Linked DNA regions of Canis lupus: region 2 is linked to region 1. The links are chromatin contacts, called in public Hi-C maps. All regions are on one chromosome and are shown on one strand. Each heading gives the region's core, a stretch centred on a gene start, on an enhancer-like site or on the middle of the called end of the contact. The rest is flanking DNA. Distances are from core to core; before and after follow the strand shown. Region 1 holds the start of BOLA3 (bolA-like protein 3). Region 2 holds the start of LOC100684058 (STAM-binding protein).

Region 1 (5,192 bases), core at 872-3,371:
GGTGAAGAAACGAGGGAGGGGGGCATGAAGGCAAGTGCTAGGGTGGGTCCATCAGTGAGATGCAGAGCTAGAGGCTGGCCAGGGCGCCTCAGACGCATCTCCCCAGGCCAGCGTGCCCACACCCACACCTGGCTGGGACCAAATGCGGCCTATCCTGTCAGCCTGATGAACATTTCACACCCTCCAGTGGGATGTGGCCTTGTGGCCTGTTGCTCACTAAGCCAGGTGCACTTTGCGATCTGTACTAATTCTTATTGGGAAGAAGCAACAAAATGCTATTAAATGACCTAAAGGAGAAACATTGTTAGGTTATTTACCTTTGGCAACAGCACTCACCCTGCCCCTTGGGGGATACCACAGGGAGCCAGTGCTTCCGATGGGAACATGTCTCAACTCTTATAGTAGAAAGAACAAAAAACCGGGCCTGCAGCCTCTTGGCTGGGTTGAGCACATGCTGAAAGGGAGACTGAACAGAGAGCATGGCAGGTCTTGAATGCCAGGCTAAAGGTTATGGAGTTTGAGGCCTCTTGGTGCCAAAGTAACCTGCACAAAACAGTGTCTTTAGAAGCTAGTCAGGAAAGTCAGGAAAATGCCCAGTATTACAAAGGGAGCAGCACAGGGCCTGAGACTGGAGGGGGATGGCAGGTGGGAGACACAAGTGCTGTATATCTGATGCTGGTCCTGAAAGCACCATCCCTTCACCCTTCAGTCCCGTCCTCGGGCCTTTCCTGATGGCCTAGAGCAGGGTGCTGTGTTAGATCTCAAAGGACCTTTTTCTTCTTCTTTTAAGTAGGCTCCACACCCACCGCAGAGCCTAACACAGGGCTTGAACTCATCACCCTGAGATCAAGAGTCAGGCTCTTAACTGACTGAGCAACCCAGGTGCCCCTCGAAGCGCCATCCTTAAAATGATCTGTGCACTGGCTTATTCACCAGCTGGTTTCGAAGGTTCAGACTGCATCTATCCTCTTACTGCAGCCTTCCAAAGCTGGGCCAGGACAGGCCCTCCAGGAGACTTGGGTGAAGGATGGATGAAAGAATGAACAAATGAATGAGCAGAATGTGCACCTCATTCAGCCACGCCCCCTGGCACCTGCAAAGAAGTCTCAATTCTAGCAGGCGGTTGCAGTGCAGGTCAGAAGAAAGATCTGGAATGAGACTGAGTGCTGTGTGGAAGGACAGGAACTTGATGTTGTGGGCCTGGCTAAGATTGGGCTGGAGGAGGGGGAGGGGATGGAGCCTCTTTGGAGGACAGAGACTCGGGGCAGGGGCAAGGGCGGAGGGTAACCAGGTAGCAGGGAGCAGTAATCACTAAGGGGGAGGGTGCTTAGCATTGCCGAGTCCTTGGGAGGTCGTCCCTCCATTTGAGCCAATTTGGAGGCAGCGGCCTTTACCCGAGCAAGCTACTGACAAAACTCCTAAATGCTGAAAGTTGTCAGCTCTTTACACTTGGCGGAGGCAGGTTCAAGAGCAGCCGGAGCGAAGTAAGAAGGTGAGGGCAAGTGGAAGAAGGGAGGAGAGCGGGAGTCAGAGACGGAGAGAACCGAGGAGAGCGCGCGGGGAGTGCCCTCTGCTGGGCGTCCACTCCGGGCGCGTGGGACTCCGAGAAGGTTCAGGTCGCAGAGCCGGGAGGACTTGCCCAATGCCCGGAGCCCCGCACGCCCCGGCTCCCGGCCAGGACTCGGGGTGACCGCGGGGTCTCCGGCGCCGAGCGTCGACACCGCTTGCTCCGCGCCCGCCGGACGGCGACGGTTTCTGTCTGTCCCCCTCGCCCCCCCAGGCCCCGACCCCCGACCCCCCCCCCCGCCCAGGCTCGGAGCTCCGCCAGCGCGCGCGGGGCCCTGACGTTTCTCCGCTGCCCGGGCCGGGCCCCCTCCCCTGCAGGGCCGAACCCACCAGGAGTGGACGGGAGGGAGGCAGGGAGGGAGGCAGGGAGGGCCGGCCCCGGGCCCTGCGCCGCGCTCTCCGGGAGCCCGGCCCCGAGGCCCCGCCGCGCCTCCCGCCCGGGAGCAGCAGCCCGGCCCGCCCGCGCTCACCCCGCGGATCCCGCGGAGCAGCGGCCCCGCCGCGGCCGGGCTCCACGCCGCCATGCCCGGCCGACGCGGCCCGCCGCCCGAGGTCGCCGCGTCCCCCGAGAGGCGCGGGGCCGGGGCCCGGGAGCCGCCGCGGGCGAGGCCGCCCCCTGCCGCCCGGAGGCCGCGAGCCGCCCCGACCGGCCCGGCCCGGCCCTCGCCGCGGGGATGCCTGCGCGGAACCTGCTGCTCGGCGAGCTCCAGGCCCTTCCCGGCGCGGAGAGCCTCCGGACGCCGCGGGGCCGCCCCAGCAGCGCGCCCTTCTTGCCCAGCCCGCAGACGCCGAGGTCCTCGCACTGCCCCTCGGGCCCGAGGTAGGACAGCTCCCTTCCATCCCCACCGCCCGCAACCTGGCTTCCCAACTGGGGAGTGGGGGTTTCTCCCTCCAGAACAGGGGAGGCGTGGAGGGACATGAAGAGCGGCGTCGTTCTCAGGTTTGCGTTTTATTTTATTTTATTTTAATGAATTTATATATATATATATATATATATATATATATATATATATATTTAAGATTTTATTTATTTATTCATGATAGACATAGAGGGAGAAAGAGGCAGAGACACAGGCAGAGGGAGAAGCAGGCTCCATGCAGGAAGCCTGATGTGGGACTCGATCCCGGGACTCCAGGATCACGCCCGAGGCCAAAGGCAGGCGCTAAACCGCTGAGCCACCCAGGGATCCCCAGGTTTGCGTTTTAGAAAGATCGTTCGGGCTCCTGCGAAGAGGAGGGGCTGTTGGGGGGAACTGACATTGGAGACGGGGACAGAAGTTCTGAGGCTACCACGAAGGTCTGGGTGAGATGTGAAGCCTCCACCAGAGCTGGGGCAGCAGGATGGGGGACTGGGTTTGGAAACTTGGGAGGGGAAGGGAATGGAGTGAATGGATCCGGAGGCCAGGGTGAGAAAGGAGCCTGGCTTGGACAGTGCGGTGGGTGAAGGGGACCGACAAACTCAGATTTTGTTTTTTGGTGGGGGGTTTGTTGTTGTTGTTGTTGTTAAGATTTTATGTATTTATTCACGAGAGACACAGAGAGAGGCAGAGACACAGGCAGAGGGAGAAGCAGGCCCAATGTGGGACTGGATCCCAGGACCCCGGGATCAAGGCCTGAGTGGAAGGCAGATGCTCAACCGCAGAGCCACCCAGGTGCCCCGACAAACTCAGGTTTGGATGTGCCTGGGTTTAAGGTCCCTGCAGGAGGACATGGCCCAGCAGAAAAGTAGGCTGGAGCCACCCACCTTGGAGTCCTGCGAATGTAGTGGAAGCTGCCTCCTTCAGGACGGGTAAGATTATCCAGCAAACCTGCCCCACCTCTAGAGTAATTCAGACAGACGTCAGAGCCAAAACCGGACCAAGCCCTTTCTCTCACTAGCAGTGTATTTTTGCGGCATGGGGTCGGGTATGCCCCGCAGGCTTCACCAGTACTTGTCCAGCCTACGCCCAAGTTCACGGTGTTGCATTTGGATAAGTGGGACAGACCGAACAGTTGCTCTTGAAAGTGATCACCTGAATCCATGCTTAATTCATTCCAGTATTAATGGAGTGACTTCTGTGTTTGGGGTCTCATAATTTCTCCTTTGGATTACTCCAATAACTTCTTACATCTTTTGCTTGATTTCTTAAACATCAGGGTTGGTGTGGGATTAGAGATAACCTGCTAACTTTAAATTTTTCTTCACTGTTGTAATTAAAACTACCACAAATATTTTTTTCCCCCGGGTTATGTAGTGAACCCCCTTTGCTCCTCAGACCAGGTGGCTCAGATGAGGTCGACCTATCCCCAGCTTCAGGAGTGGTCCCATGACCCGGGGCTGGCCAATCAGTCACGGATTGGTTTGGGTTGGTCACATGATCCGAGCCAGCCCATTGAGAGCTGGTCTAGAGACAAAACTAGAGATGGCCCTTTACCACTGAGTTGCTAAACTGTTAGAGAGCCTACATCTTTACTGTTAGAGAGGCTGCCATCTTTACAATCTTTACAATCGTGCATGGCACCCAGTTTGTAAATGGAGTAGATACAGAAGAAGGAGCTAGAGACAGATGTTTGACACTGTGTGTCAAGTGGTGCCAGAAACGAGCACTAAAGTCGCTTCAGTTGGTTGGGTTTGTCACTTGTAAGAGACCCACGTTAGGCTCACTGATTTGTATTTGCAAGAATTCCCCCTTTATTGAAAATCAGTACTTTTGCTTATCCTCAACCTTCCTCTTCCTCCTAATTTCACTATTGCTCACATTGTTAGGGGTATTTTGGATCATTGGTCTTGCCCTAGGATCGTTCCCTTTGCATCTCTACACTGCTGTCAGAGCCGTCTGAGCTGAAAACCTGTCCATTGCTTGCTTATCTAAAATCCTTCTGACTCTCCATCACCTACTGGCAAAAACCTAAGTTCTTTGATTTAACCCCTACCTCCCTGTCCAACTGAAATCCACCCTTCAGTAATACTGGACAGCTGGTCCCTCCCTGTACAAGCTATGCTACAAGCTTGCTTATGCCGTGACCCTGTCTTATAAGAAACTTCAAGCCTTGTCTTCTCCAGGCAGCCACCTCTGATTGCCCCACAGTAAACACAAGAGCTCACAACTTGTGCATCACATTTATTGCACATATGGCCCTTCAGAGCTACCAATTTATGTAGGTGTGTTTTTCCCAGTGGTTCCGAAGTTCCGCCACAGGGTCTTGATTCTGTCCGCTTTGTCAGCTGCCCAGCGTGGCATGAACAAAGAGTGCACACACTAGGATTACCAAACAGAGCTGACAGTGATTTAGCCACTCTAGCTCCGTAGTGTGAATTTGAACCTTTTTAGGAAAGGATTTGCAGAATAGTCTCACCAATCTTGGGCTTCCATATTTATTCTAACTAAACATAAAAAGTTACCTCAAGTTACCCTTGATGATAGAAGCAAATAAAGGGCCAATTTTACTTTTTTATTATTATTATTTTTTAAAAGGCCAGTTTTACTTTGTTATGATTAAAAATGTCATAGCTTTAGTCCCAGGAAATGGGTCTATTCCTTCTGCATTTTATCCTTTTTGCCCTAAACTTGAGATTCTCTTATCTTTTATCTTCACTTATATTGGTTCATTGTCAACTCCCAGCTTTCATACTTATATTTACATCT
Region 2 (4,775 bases), core at 1,007-3,506, 280 kb before region 1:
CAAAAAAAAAGCCCCTATCTTCCTGGAGATTATATTTTACAGGGGAATGAAAGACAATAATTAATCTAGATCCTAAAAGAACAAAGGGGACAGTGGTAAGGACTAAGAGAAGATTTAAAACAAGGCTGAGTGATAGAGGGTGACTGAGTGGCTACCTAGAGTGTATGGTCAGAGAAGGTGACATGTAATCTGATGTGTGAATTACAAGATAGAGCCAGCCAAGTGAAGACCAGAGTAAGAGCATCTCAGGAAGAGGAAACAGCTGTGCAAATGTCTAGACTGGAACAGCTGATGTTCAGACAGTGTGGTGGAGACTAGTAAGCAAGAGAGAGAGAGTAGGATTTGAAGTCAAAGAGACAGCAGGAGTCAAGTAACTCTGTAAGCCAGGGTGGGGAGTTTGGATTTTTTTTTTTTAAGATTTTATGTATTTATTCATGAGAGACACTCAGAGAGAGGGGGAAGCAGGCTCCCTGTGGGGAGCCCGATGCAGGACTCAATCCCAGCACCCCGGGATTACGCCCTGAGTCAAAGACAGATGGTCAACCACTGAGCCACCCAGGTGCCCCGAGTTTGGATTTTTTAATTCCAAGTGTCATGGGAAGTAATTGAAGGGTTTTAAACCCAGAAGCAATAGAACCTGATTTTTGTTTTAAAAAGAATATTATCTGCTGTTGTAAGATTGCATTGAAATAGGTAAGAATGGATGTCATTTCTATACTAACGAGATTGCCTTGCCCCTCTAGCTATGTCATTCACCATAGGAGTAACAAGGAGGCAGCTGATATGTACCTTGTTTTTAGCTTCCCCACAAAGTCCATGTGGGCATTTTCTCTCTAATCTGATGCTATATATTGAGGTAAGAATTTGGCCTTTTAGGAGTCATTTGCTGCTGCCCAGGAATGATCTGCAGAGGATCCAGGAGAATTGATAGTGGATCCTTGTACTGACATGCATATTTATGCTTGTAGGGGAGAAAGAATCTGGTAAGGGCTTTCAGCGGTCAGTCTGAAAAGTCAATGACCGTATAGAATCCCTTTGGGAAAATCCTAGAGACAGATACACAACAGCAAGTCAGAGAAATTAGAGATCTGGATGCTGACCTAGTGGAAGGGGTAAAACCAGTGCAGAGGCTTTCAGCAAGATGGTGAAGGATAGGTCATGTCATCACATTAACAAACTTAGAGGGAGGGTCTCCGTATTTGGTGGGTAAAGTATCCCCGGAGAGCAGAAAGTTTCAGAGTGGTGATATACAAAATCTCCTGAGAAAGAATGAGTAGCAGGCTTGAAGGACGTTTTTGGAAAGAGGCTGTGCATGTACTCACACATACACACGCCCATACACAGAATATGCCACTGTTTGTATTTGGTGTAAATAACCTCCTGTCCTGGCTGCAGGGGCAGGAACTGTGTCATACAGATCTTTGTGTCTACATTGCTTTGCACAGTGGCCCTTAGAAATTAAACACTCATTTTTAATAAATTGTATTGGTGTTCTAACATTAAAAAGTTACTCTTAAGTTCTTTTCTAGGCAATAAAAGCGATTGCCTAATACCCGAGGTTATCCATTTTGTGTAGGAAGTAACACAAAAAACCCCTGAAATTTTCAGTTTTTCTTTCACCAATTTAGAAAGCCTGGTTACTTTAGCCAGCTACTTGCATCACCAATCCCTTCTTGAACGTTGATTTGTGGATTTTTTTTTTAATTTTTATTTATTTATGATAGTCACAGAGAGAGAGAGAGGCGCAGAGACACAGGCAGAGGGAGAAGCAGGCTCCATGCACCGGGAGCCCGATGTGGGATTCGATCCCAGGTCTCCAGGATCACGCCCTGGGCCAAAGGCAGGCGCCAAACCTCTGCGCCACCCAGGGATCCCTGATTTGTGGATTTGTGTGGATGTGGCACAGGGGCTGCCTGGCAGGAAACTCGACCCCAAACCAAATTAATTCTAATAACAAGTTAACTTGCTTATTGGTTCTTTTAACTATTTGCTTCCCCTTCTTCCTTGTTGCTCTTCCTTTACCAAGATGGCCGTCGTCGAGCTCTCTCCTCATTGGTTGGTTTTTTCGCAGGTGGTGGTTCTGGCCCCGCCCCCCAGCTCGCTTTCCCAGGCTCTGTGTTCTTGAGCGTGAAACGGGTAGAGCGGCGCGGGCGCGGGCGCGGGCGCGGGCGCGGGCGCGGGCGCGGGCGCGGGCGCGGGCGCGGGCGCGGGCGCGGGCGCGGGCGCGGGCGCGGGCGCGGGCGCGGGCGCGGGCGCGGGCGCGGGCGCGGGCGCGGGCGCGGGCGCGGGCGCCGGATGTGACGTTTCCGGAAGCTCGGAGTGGCGTCCGCGGGGACAGGTGGGGAAGGGTCCCGGGAATGTGGTGGGAATCTGAAGGGGAGCGGCCGCGGTGACTGTGGGGCCTGCAGCCTTGTCCTTCCCCGCGCCCTCTGCCCGGCCCGCCGCGCCGCGAGCCCACTGACGGCTCCGGTCCCAGCCAGGCCCGGCGCGTCCCCGCCTGCCGCGCTCTGAAGACCCGAAAACCAGGATAATTTTGCCCTGGGTTGGCAACTTGGGCTTGAGGGCCTTCAAGAAGGGGGCCTCAAGCAGGTGTCAGGAGGGCCCTCCGCTCACGCTTGCCACTTCCTTTGACCTCCTCTTGGTCTTAACTCCTCAGCCCCTTGTGCCACCTTTGCCCCTTTTTGGGGATGCCGCATCTGCTCTTGGTGGAGGGGTGCGTAGCCTTCTAGCACCGGGCACCGCTTGCTGGTCCTGGGAGGGTCTTCCGTTCTCGACCCCGCAGATCCTCTTCCGCAGAGGTACTGAGGCACCACAAGCGTCAGTTAGCTTTAATGGGCTCTGGATCGAGTTTACGAATTAGGCCAGCTGGGAAGGTTTTGGAGTTGCTAGCGGCTTTCTGAGCCTCTAGACCGGCCTTGGGGGAGATGGAATACCTCTGCATCCCCGGTCGTCCGCACAGCCTTTGTACCATTCTTGAGAGTGTTTGGAGAGGAAGTTTGGGGGAAGTGTGACCTCGAGCTAGAACTGGCCACGAGAAGCCTCTCTGAGGGAGGGCGCGGAGTGGGAAACAGAAAAATAGTGTATGGACAGATTAAACACATGTGAGGATTTCTGGGCAGGTCAGAATTCTGAGAGAACAAAAGATCTCTGTTGGGAAGGAGTCAAGTTTAAGACTAAAAATACAAAATGGGGTCAATTGACATAGGGCTTTGAATTCCAAAACATATTCTTCGATAGTTTGTTTATTCTAGAGCATGCTGGCTAGGGTGTGCTGTAATTCAATCTGTAACGAATATCCAGATTCTTTTTGAAAATGATATAGACTGATACCGGTTGGGAATTGGAATCTAACAGATCGAGAAAGATTGTAGAATTACTGCAGTTTGAAATCCAGGGAGGGAAAACCCTTGGGTTTTTTGCTGGTCCATCTTTGCATCCTAAGTTATCTTTGTGCCCTTTTTTATTTGAAGAGTGCTTAGTCTTTGAAGATAGATTTAAGTAAGGGTTTTGTTTTTGTTTTTTTGTTTGTTTTTTTACATCTAAATTCCTTAATCTGACGTAATGAATGATGTTGTGGATTGACTGGAATAGTGTTTAAGTGCACAGAGCTAGGGTTGTGGGCATTCATTCCAGGCCATTTCCCCTTACCTTGTGCTCAGATATGAAAAAGTACACCACGGAAAAATGTTAAGTTATTCTCATTAAATAAAAATGAACAAACTTGAAATCAGTTAACAGTCCTCACGAAAGTTCATTGATATACTATGCCAAGTACTGGGTAGATGGAAGTGGGTAGCTGGTAGGAGAAATCATGCAAAAAATATAAGATGCCATTCACCCTTTTATGATACTGAGAGCAAAGCTATCTAATGATAGGGAATGATTAGTATGAAAGGTATAAGAGAACCCCCATTTCAGTTTTACTCCCTGTACCACCTAATTATGGCACAGGTATTGTAGGCTTTTGAGTTGGCCAATGCTTTTATCATTGTGATATGGGCTTCTTGAGGGTCTCAGCCTTCTTGTGGGAAAGAGACCTTATTTGATTCAAGCCACAGTGCGTGGTATTTTTCTCTTAATTTCTTCATAAGGTAGAAGTTTGTGGGATAACCATACCGTGTGCTAGGCTGTGCTGGGGTGATGAGAACCATGGTACTGACACCACCTGTTTTTTCTGTCTCAGAACTTCTTGGTCCTGATGTCTGACCATGGAGATGTGAGCCTTCCGCCCGAAGACCGGGTGAGAGCCCTGTCCCAGATGGGTAGCACAGTGGAGATAAATGAAGACATTCCACCCCGACGGTACTTCCGCTCTGGAGTCGAGATTATCCGAATGGCATCCATTTACTCTGAGGAAGGCAACATTGAACATGCCTTCATCCTCTATAACAAGTATATCACGTAAGACACCCCCGATTTCCTTTTTCTATTCCAGTGACTGATGTCTCACTCATTCTGCTCTTGTGCTCATTTATTCTGCTCAGAATTGCTAAAACTAGAGAACTTTACAACATCATTAGCATTAATCATTTTTGCAGGCAGCTCCTACATACTGTCCTTGACATTCAAAGTCATGAGTACTGGAAGTGTTATTTTCATGACTCAGTGATTTCATGAGTAAGAGACCTAGCTTTTTGGCCTGTGCCCATGTGGCCCAGCTGTTAGGCAAGAGAGAGGATGGTTAAGCTGTGCATGTTTTGTATTGATGAGTGTTTTTTGTGTCCTTTCTTTATTGAGGCAGCTAATCATAGGGTTATTATTGAAGTTTAGCAGAA

What was found. Hi-C and Micro-C count contacts between places; a contact is called where the count stands out from the background.
Region 2: a contact with region 1 is called in a Hi-C map of blood, with 5 times the contacts expected there. The contact joins the promoter of LOC100684058 here to the promoter of BOLA3 in region 1. A contact is called at or near these places in 3 of 9 Hi-C or Micro-C datasets (amygdala and blood).

What each region holds. Positions count from the first base shown.
Region 1 is chr17:49,439,221-49,444,412 of UU_Cfam_GSD_1.0, reverse strand. It overlaps BOLA3 (bolA-like protein 3), which reads right to left and starts at 2,121. Exons shown (of 4, transcript XM_038561735.1): 1 at 2,037-2,121. The coding sequence starts at 2,090.
Region 2 is chr17:49,723,312-49,728,086 of UU_Cfam_GSD_1.0, reverse strand. It overlaps LOC100684058 (STAM-binding protein), which reads left to right and starts at 2,256. Exons shown (of 10, transcript XM_038561739.1): 1 at 2,256-2,338; 2 at 4,184-4,401. The coding sequence starts at 4,199.